Regions from separate parts of the Mus musculus genome. Here all the other regions are linked to region 2. The links are chromatin contacts, called in public HiChIP or PLAC-seq maps. All regions are on one chromosome and are shown on one strand. The core of a region is the stretch at or near the end of the contact, and the rest is flanking DNA. Distances in the headings are between cores, read along the strand shown.

The links. HiChIP or PLAC-seq counts read pairs in DNA pulled down with a chosen protein or histone mark.
Region 1: a RAD21 HiChIP or PLAC-seq map of pro-B cells shows a contact between it and region 2, with 3 times the contacts expected there. The contact joins two enhancer-like sites. A contact is called at or near these places in 2 of 15 datasets of contacts at CTCF or cohesin (large pre-B cells and pro-B cells), 1 of 484 Hi-C or Micro-C datasets (cortical neurons) and 1 of 115 datasets of contacts at active chromatin or transcription factors (large pre-B cells).
Region 3: a contact with region 2 is called in a RAD21 HiChIP or PLAC-seq map of pro-B cells, with 7 times the contacts expected there. The contact joins two enhancer-like sites. A contact is called at or near these places in 2 of 15 datasets of contacts at CTCF or cohesin (large pre-B cells and pro-B cells) and 1 of 115 datasets of contacts at active chromatin or transcription factors (large pre-B cells).

Annotation. Positions count from the first base shown.
Region 1 is chr6:68,596,898-68,599,597 of GRCm38.p6, forward strand. It overlaps Igk. Among named protein-coding and RNA genes, the nearest start is that of Gm25833, 66 kb to the left of the region's middle. Within about 2 kb of position 1,329, at least 8 of the 459 cell types and tissues checked have an H3K27ac peak or open chromatin away from gene starts, as enhancers often do. A contact at or near this core is called in pro-B cells, where this site is marked.
Region 2 is chr6:68,200,364-68,203,309 of GRCm38.p6, forward strand. It overlaps Igk. Among named protein-coding and RNA genes, the nearest start is that of Gm25833, 330 kb to the right of the region's middle. Within about 2 kb of position 1,283, at least 3 of the 459 cell types and tissues checked have an H3K27ac peak or open chromatin away from gene starts, as enhancers often do. A contact at or near this core is called in pro-B cells, where this site is marked.
Region 3 is chr6:68,667,180-68,669,942 of GRCm38.p6, forward strand. It overlaps Igk. Among named protein-coding and RNA genes, the nearest start is that of Gm25833, 140 kb to the left of the region's middle. Within about 2 kb of position 1,507, at least 3 of the 459 cell types and tissues checked have an H3K27ac peak or open chromatin away from gene starts, as enhancers often do. A contact at or near this core is called in pro-B cells, where this site is marked.

The DNA of each region.
Region 1 (2,700 bases), core at 79-2,578, 400 kb after region 2:
AATGCAGATTCGGATTCAATACATGCTTTTCTTCATAGTGTCCCATTTAGAACAGGATCACCTACCATGACAATCTCAGAAGTACAAAATACTCGCAGGCTCTTTTCATTGGTGTTTGACAGAATTATTGATGGCTGTTTACCTTCTTTGCTCCATTTTCTGTAATACTTGGTATAGAGCAGAAGTACAATAACAACAAACACAATGGGGGGCAGCATTTCTCTAGTTCAGTGGAAAATAGACAGGGGTTCCCAAACTGTGTTTTTCCTATTTTGTATTCTTGTTGTTGTGTTTATTAAAAAAAAAAAAAAAAAGTAAGAGGAGGATATGTTTGGTAGAGCCGGGTATGGTGAGGTGGGAGGGGTGCCATGGTGGACCCATGATGACACATCTATTTTCTCTGAAGTACCAGACATACAGTGGGTATATTATAAAATAGAGTTTATTCAGGGAATAGGGAAGGGAGTTGAGAGGGGAGGAGAGAGGAGAGAGAGAGAGAGAGAGAGAGAGAGAGAGAGAGAGAGAGAGAGAGAGAGAGAGAGAAGAGAGAGAGAAAGAGAGAGGGGGCTGGTCAGGAGCACATGAAGACAGAGGTGGGAGGGGGAAGTGGGGGGAGGGGAGAAAGGGGTCAGGGAGAGAAGGGGCAGAGAATGTAAAAGAGAGATAGTAGGGGGCAAACAACCCCTTTTATAGTAAGCTAGGCATACCTGGCTATTGCCAGGTAAATATGGGCTGGAGCCTAGAAGGAATGCTAACACTTCTGACTTAGATCCCTGTCCTAATTTCACTTTCCCTGAATGATAATCTTCTTCCTCTGCTGTTGTTCTTTTTCTATTTCCAGACAAAAGAAATCCTAGATACTTTGCTCCCAGGTCTGGAACCAATATTTGATCTATTTACTGCTTCCTAACATAACTTTGCCAGTCTCCCCTTTCACTCTCTCATACCAATTCTCATTCAATTGTTCCTCTTACCCAACTTCACTTCATTATGTGCTCTGCAAGATTTCTGGTCTTTGTATGACCCCATATATATCACAAAGAATTTCAATATCTTACCCAGGGAGGTAAGAGACTCTAAATACTCAATGAGGTGGGGGGTGACCTCAGCCAAAATGTGCAACACTGGGTTGAGGGAACATGAAGAGTCTGCCTCCAGTAGATAGACAGGACCTAAAGTGAAGGGATATGTTTACTAACCCACAGTAAAAATTTCTGACCCAGAACTGTTCTTGACTAAAAGAACTGCTGGGACAAAAATAGAGAGGAGACTGAAGGAAATGCAGTCCAATGACCTGCCCAACTTGAGAACCATCCCATGGGAGGACACCCAGGCCTGACACAATTAATGATGCTAAGATGTGCTTACAGATTGAGCCTAGCATGACTGTCCCCTGAGAGACCCAACAAGCAGCTGACTGAAACAGAAACAGACACTCACACCCAACCATTAAACTGAAGTCAGGGCCCCCTATTGTTGAATTAGGGGAAGGATTGAAGAAGCTGAAGGGGAGAGTGATCCCATAGGAAGACCAGCAGTCTCAACTTACCCAGATCCCAAGAAGCTCAGAGACTAAGCGAGAGATGAGGAGCGTATAAGGGCTGTTCTGAGACACAAATATAGTAGTGGTCTGTCTGATCAGGTCTCAGAGGGAGAAGATATGCTTAATCCTTGAAAGACTTGAGGCCCCAGGGAAGGGGAAGGCCTGGTGGGATGGGGCACCTTCAATGGACTAGAGGAGTGGGATGAGGAACTGTGTGAGGGGGAATCTGGAGGGCAGTGAAAGGAATTTTAATACATAGAACAATAGTTGTAAAAAGAAGATAAGAACAAAAGGTTAGCAAAAGTCTGTGAAATAGTGAGTTCTAGGCATGATTATTGTACTTATAAATACATTGCTGTGTCTATCTATAAAAGATCTGCATACACTTAGTTATATCAGTATTTCTTTATGCATATGGGCATAGCTACTTAGTCCCTATGGTTCACTGACAGACTAACCAGTTAATGGCTGCTGGGAAATAAATTTTCATTCTCTACAGCCTTGTAGACACTAATGATCTGCTATGTTTCAGGGAAAAAATCTACAACTCATGTTGAGGCAAGCAAATATAAATTAACTTACTGAGTTAAAAAGAAAAGAAAGGAAAAAAAAGAGAAAAAGAAAAAGTAACTACAGATGGAGGAGGATTGTTGGAACAAAAATATATATATATATATTTACCAGAAAACTTGGAAATAAGGAAATGAGGAAAATCAATTGCTCTCTTAAAACAAACAAGTAAACAAAAGGTAATTTAATCTGAAAAGATATATACATCAAATCCTTTAAAATTAACAACAGTGAAGGAGAAAAAAAGAAATGTATTGTTATTTAAAAAACAGTTAGGAAAAAGGGAAAAAATCCATGAAACAAGCAGATGTGTTGCTCACTGATGTGTATGCAATTGGGATGAAACATAGAGTCAAAATAGGTAGTATAGCTGGATGGAAAAAAAAATAGAATCACTGGATTGTCACAAAAGAAGCATTTCATGAGAGAAGACATAGTCTGAAAACTAGGGAGTCAGTGAAGATACTTCATGGATGTAGCAAAAAAAGGGGGCGAGTAGGATATGAAATATATTAATAAAATGGAATTTAAGTCAAACGCATAAAATGTAGCATATGAAATAAGTGTATATAATAAGAGAGACATTT
Region 2 (2,946 bases), core at 33-2,532:
GAAGAAGAAGAAGAAGAAGAAGAAGAAGAAGAAGAAGGAAAGAAAGAAAGAAAGAAAGAAAGAAAGAAAGAAAGAAAGAAAGAAAGAAAGAAGAGAAAACAAGCTGTGCACTCATGTATGTATCAAGTACACTATGAAGAAGACTGCTAACTTTAGCATTTCACTAATGCTTGACTACTATGTTTAGATTAGTGTTTCCGGTAATATATGAAACTCAAACATGATTGTACTGGGACAGGAAGATCAGTACATTTTGACTGAAATTGTCATGTGCAGATGCGGTTTCAGGTGCAAGCATACAGGGCCCCTCACCTCACTCAGCTGGAATAATTCAGAAACAGTTTAAACTGCAATTCTAGTTTGGAAACATATAGACCAAAAGGACATGAAATCCATTTTTTATTCCACCTTACATTGTCCTTAATCTCATAGGATATTTACACAATTTTATGCTATTTTCAAAACAAGCTTTATATTTGGATGACTCAAAGTAATACAGCAGACAAAGTCCTATACTTCAAGGGTATGTTTAGTATGACATAATCTGACTTAATAACAATATAAATAATCATAAAGTCATTTTATTTTATGCTAATTGACTTAAATCTTAAATTTTTATTTGAATGATATATTTTCCCAGTGTTCATTGATTTTTGCCTTTTAATGAAGTTTGGCAAGAAACAAAAACCTGACATTTCCAATAGACATAGAAATTGCAAGGATTTATAGAGATTTTTCTTGGCGCTGCACTTTTACTCATAGCTAGTCCTATTTCTCATAGTATGAAATAGGAAAATATTTTAACCTTTCAGATTTAGTGTTTTGTGGACACACAATTATTTGTAAACATTTATACTCGGTTGTCAATTCCCTATGATATGATTTTAATTGGTTCAAATGAATTTTTCTTTATTATTTTCTGAAAGTTGGTATGGTCAATAGAAATCAATTTACAATTTATAATTGTAAATGCATCCTTGCCACTGAGTAGTGGCAACAATCTCCACCTCAAAGCAACATTAAATTGTAATATAGCACATATAATGAAGTTCAAGAGATGTTCAACAGTATTTTATTAAATACCTTTATATTAGATGATCCTGTCCCACTTTATATGAATGTAATTTTCTGAGACCCTTTCAGCTTAGGTTGTTTGATATAATATATTTGTCCAATGACGTTTTGGCTCATAATAATGATGAATTAAATTATTTTACTTGATGTATCCCCATTGCAATATAGTATCTGTGAAACATTACCCATCTCTCCAGCAGGGGGTAGTACAATCACACATTTATCTAGTCAAGGTAGCCATGCTTAGTCCTGAGACCTACTATAACAATGAGAATAATAGAAAGAGGCACCCAGTCTCTTGATCTACCAAGCCTCCACAATGTTTTCATGCATTTGCCCACTACTATTAAACTGCCCTGAGCACATTTATTTGACAGAGACTTTGAGAGCTGACGACCCAGAAAATTCAATATCTTCAGAGAGAGCAGACCGGCTTCTCAAGGATACTCCCATTTATAACAGAAAACTTCGGCTCAGGAGGATCAGAAGTCCAAGCCCCTCCTAAATATCAGCATGAGGCACAATGATAGATTTGTGATTGGTACTACAAAATGTATATTTATGTTTCTTTCTGATTTAGAAAGGGGGGTTTCTGCATGTGACATCTGTGGTAATATTCCTGAAAATAATTGAGTTACAGTTCCACATCACACACTGACATTCTTTTTTTTTTTTTTTGAGATGTTTTTGGGCCCAGAATTATTTAATTAGACTCAGATGGATTAGTTAACCCTTAGCTGAGCAGCTATCAGGACAATGGTATGGCAAATCTGGGACCTCAGGTTTTCCTATGTACATTCCAGTAATCTTCAGCTGAGCTTTATGGTGGGAATAAAAATCCCATATACTGTAGTACTTGTCATCCATGTAGACATCCATGTCTAATCTGATTTCCATTCTACACAGGTTTATCTGGTGCAATTCAAATAAAGACTGAATGTATGTGTTGGAAGTACTATATTATCTATTTCACTAACATTTCCAACTATTTTTAATACATCGTCATTAAAATCTACTCCAGCAGAATCAGTTCCCTCAGTGATGGGAGCCTCTAATTCACCATTCTTTCCACAGTGGGCAAGAAGTGCATCAATTAAGTTACATACCTGCCTAATATTTTCTAACTTCTTAGTAGGAAAAATTGGGTTGCATATATGTGTGTTCTTTACATATTCATGTGTGATAGATTATAGAACTTTCCTTAATGGTGCCTTTTATTCACAGGAAGATATAGTTTTGATTTAGTTCACTTGCTCTTGCTGAGCACAATACAATTTAAATTTAAATATCGTCTGGGCTCCACTTGGACAAAGACTCAACTCTGTACTTATTTTATCTCTCTATTGGGAGAAGCAGTAATGCATGTCTTCCTAGTCAAATTTCACCTTTCAACTGCCAATACCTGTTACAATAGGGACAAGAGATATTTATAGTTTCTGATCACTGTTATCCATCATAACACTGCCCCCTTCTGTGAGAGTGATCTTCGTGCATCATTTCATACTCAGATTTAGTCGGTGGAGACTAGAGGTCCTGAAAATTCTCCGTGTTGCAGATGGAGAAAAGCAAATTCTGGGAGTCTGGCCCTTCACAATGATCTTTCCTGGTGAGGTATATCCGCTCTCATGCCTGCTCTCTCTTCCTTTCATTGAGTAGAGTCAATCATAGAGCTTATGCAGCTGCTTCATGCATCCCTAATAATCTGGATTGATGGACAGTGCTGGTTAGCATCATAAAGAATTTCCAAATAAGGAAACCTGAAGTCTATGGGAAGAAATAATGTCAATAAATCTGTGAGAAAATATTTGGCATAATCAAGCTGACATCCAATAATTCCAGCCTATTCTAAAAGGATTAGTATAAGAAATTAAA
Region 3 (2,763 bases), core at 257-2,756, 470 kb after region 2:
AGAAATCTGACTCAGAAAAGAAAGTAAAAAAATATCATAAACTTAACTAGCCTACCATGCCTCATTTAAATATAATTCATTCCACAATACCCTGCCACTAGGCTTCAGGTTTTAATTGCCTATGCCAGTAGATTTTAACCCTCAAAATGAGCAAGAAAGTTTTTAGGACTTTTTAAAAGTTATCAAAAAGCATTTAATGTTGTTAGAGAGCTACAATATCTGGCATTTAAAAACCATAAGTTTTTGAAGTTACACCTATGTCTTTCCATGTGTCTGGTTCAACCCATTCCAGGCTGGGAGGCCCCCACAGTAATCTATATTCTTTCAGAATCTTGTTATTCAGCTTTCTTTCTTTGAAAAGACACAGTTAATTCATTTTAAAGACAAGTATATTTACCTGCATGGATATGTAATAACGTGTATAAGTGGTATCCAAAGAGGTCTGAATAATACACAGATGCCCTAGAAGTAGAATTATAGATGGTTATAATCTACTCAGGTGAGTTCTGGGAATTAAACATAAGTTCTCAGCATGAGTAGATAAAGGTCTTAACAGCACAGTCATCTTTCTAGCTATTTCTAAATCTTTTCTACAATTTCCAGTGCTTTCTCCTTTTTCCTTCTAGGGTTAATTACTCCTGGTCATTAATAATGTCACACTTCAGAAACTCTCTCTCTCTCTCTCTCTCTCTCTCTCTCTCTCTCTCTCTCTCTCTCTGGTTCGTTTTTATGTTATTTTATTAGATATATTATTTATTTATATTTCAAATGTTATCCTGAAAGGTCCCTATATCGCCCCCCAGCCCTGTTCCCCTACCCACCCACTCCCACTTCTTGACCCTTGTGTTCCCCTGTACTGGGGCATATAAAGTTTGCAAGACCTAGGGGCCTCTCTTCCCAATGATGGCTGAGTAGGCCATCTTCTGCTACATATGCAGCTAGAGACACGAGCTCTGGGGGGTACTGGTTAGTTCACATTGTTGTTCCACCTATAGGGTTGCATACCCCTTTAGCTCCTTGGGTATTTTCTCTAGCTCCTCCATTGGGGGCCCTGTGTTCCATCCAATAGCTGACTGTGAGCATCCACTTCTGTATTTGCCAGGCTCTGGCATAGCCTCATAGGAGATAGCTATATCTGCCCCTGAAAATCCTCTTAACATATTTTGGCCCACTAACAATGTATATAAAATTGAAAATAATAGCACGTCTTTTGGTGCATACTTCTTTAGTTTTCAAGGGATCCTTGATCCCTTGCTATGGTGTTCTCATCGTTATATTAATTTTATTTTAATTAGCAAATCCTCTAGGCTATCAATCTTGGAATTTGTCAAGTAATTTTTCTTCATGTACTGCCAAACTTTCCTTCAGAAAGGGAAAGGGGACAGTTTCTGTGGAGAGCCGCAATAACATTTGCCGTCACAAGATGGCGCCAGATTCCGCTGTGCCAGCTCGGCCTTTGGAGACAAACTGTGCACATGTGCAGGAGTAATGCGGGCCAAAGTCACAAGCCCACCCCCAGGGCCTATGAGATCGTGGGTAAGCAACCAGTCAGGCATGGACACGCCACACCAGGGGGTATTTAAGCAGCGCCTTTCTGAGGCTTCTTTGTCTTCCTCATCAATATGCAATAAAGTTTGGCTGCAGAAGGATCCTTGTGTCCCTTGTGCGTTCTTGCTAGCGAGAACAATAGCTCGGGACAAGTTTCTTCTGTCTTATATACTATCACTCAAGTTTTGTTTTTTAATTCTAACCATTTTGCCAATGTTTACACGATTTATGTAAATGAAAAGAGACTACTGTTACATTGGTGCATAAGAGAATGATTTCCTCAAACAATTCCCTGACAATTTTGTTTATATGATTGTTGAAGGCATTTCTATAACAGATTGCTTCATAACATGAGACTTTTTATAAATAATTATTATTTTGATGAATGTAAGGTAACATAATAGGGATGTTTTGGTATATATAATTTGATAAGTATAATTTACCATATTAAAAACTAAAAGAAAAAAAGCTTACATAAACATCTCAGTAAATGTACTAAGTAAGATCTTTCGCAAAATTCCAACAATCTTTCATGATACAAGTCCTAGTGATATTACGAACACAACGGACATATGTCAACCCAATAAAGATAGATTTCAACAAGCTTAGAGCCAACATCAGGAGAAACTCAAAGGAATTCAACTAAAATCAGGAACAGGACAAGATTGTATTCTATCTCCAAGTCTATTTAATACAGTACTTGAAATGTTTTAGAGAGCAATAAGAGAACTTAAGAAGAACAAATATACAAATTGGACAGAAGTCTAAGTATCTTTACTAAGTATATATATATATATATATATATATATATATATATATATATATATATATATCTCCACTGGAAAAGAGAGTAAATAAAAACTTTCAGCAAAGTATCTGGCTACAAAATTTTATTACAACAGTTTTACCCCTATACACAAATGACTGAGAAAGAAATAAAGGAAACAACAGTGTTTAGAATAGCCTCAAATAATATAAAATATCTTGGGGTAACTTTAACCAAGGAAGTAAAAGAAATATAATGTAAAATTAAAAATCTTTTATACTTTAAAGAAAGAAATTCTTAATGATTTCCAAAGATAGAATGATCCCCTATCCTCTTGGATCAGTAGGACTAATATATTTAAAATGGAGATCCTACTAATATCAATCTGTAGATTCCATGACTTCTTTATCAAATTTCAATACAACTCTTTACAAATCTTTAAAAAAAAA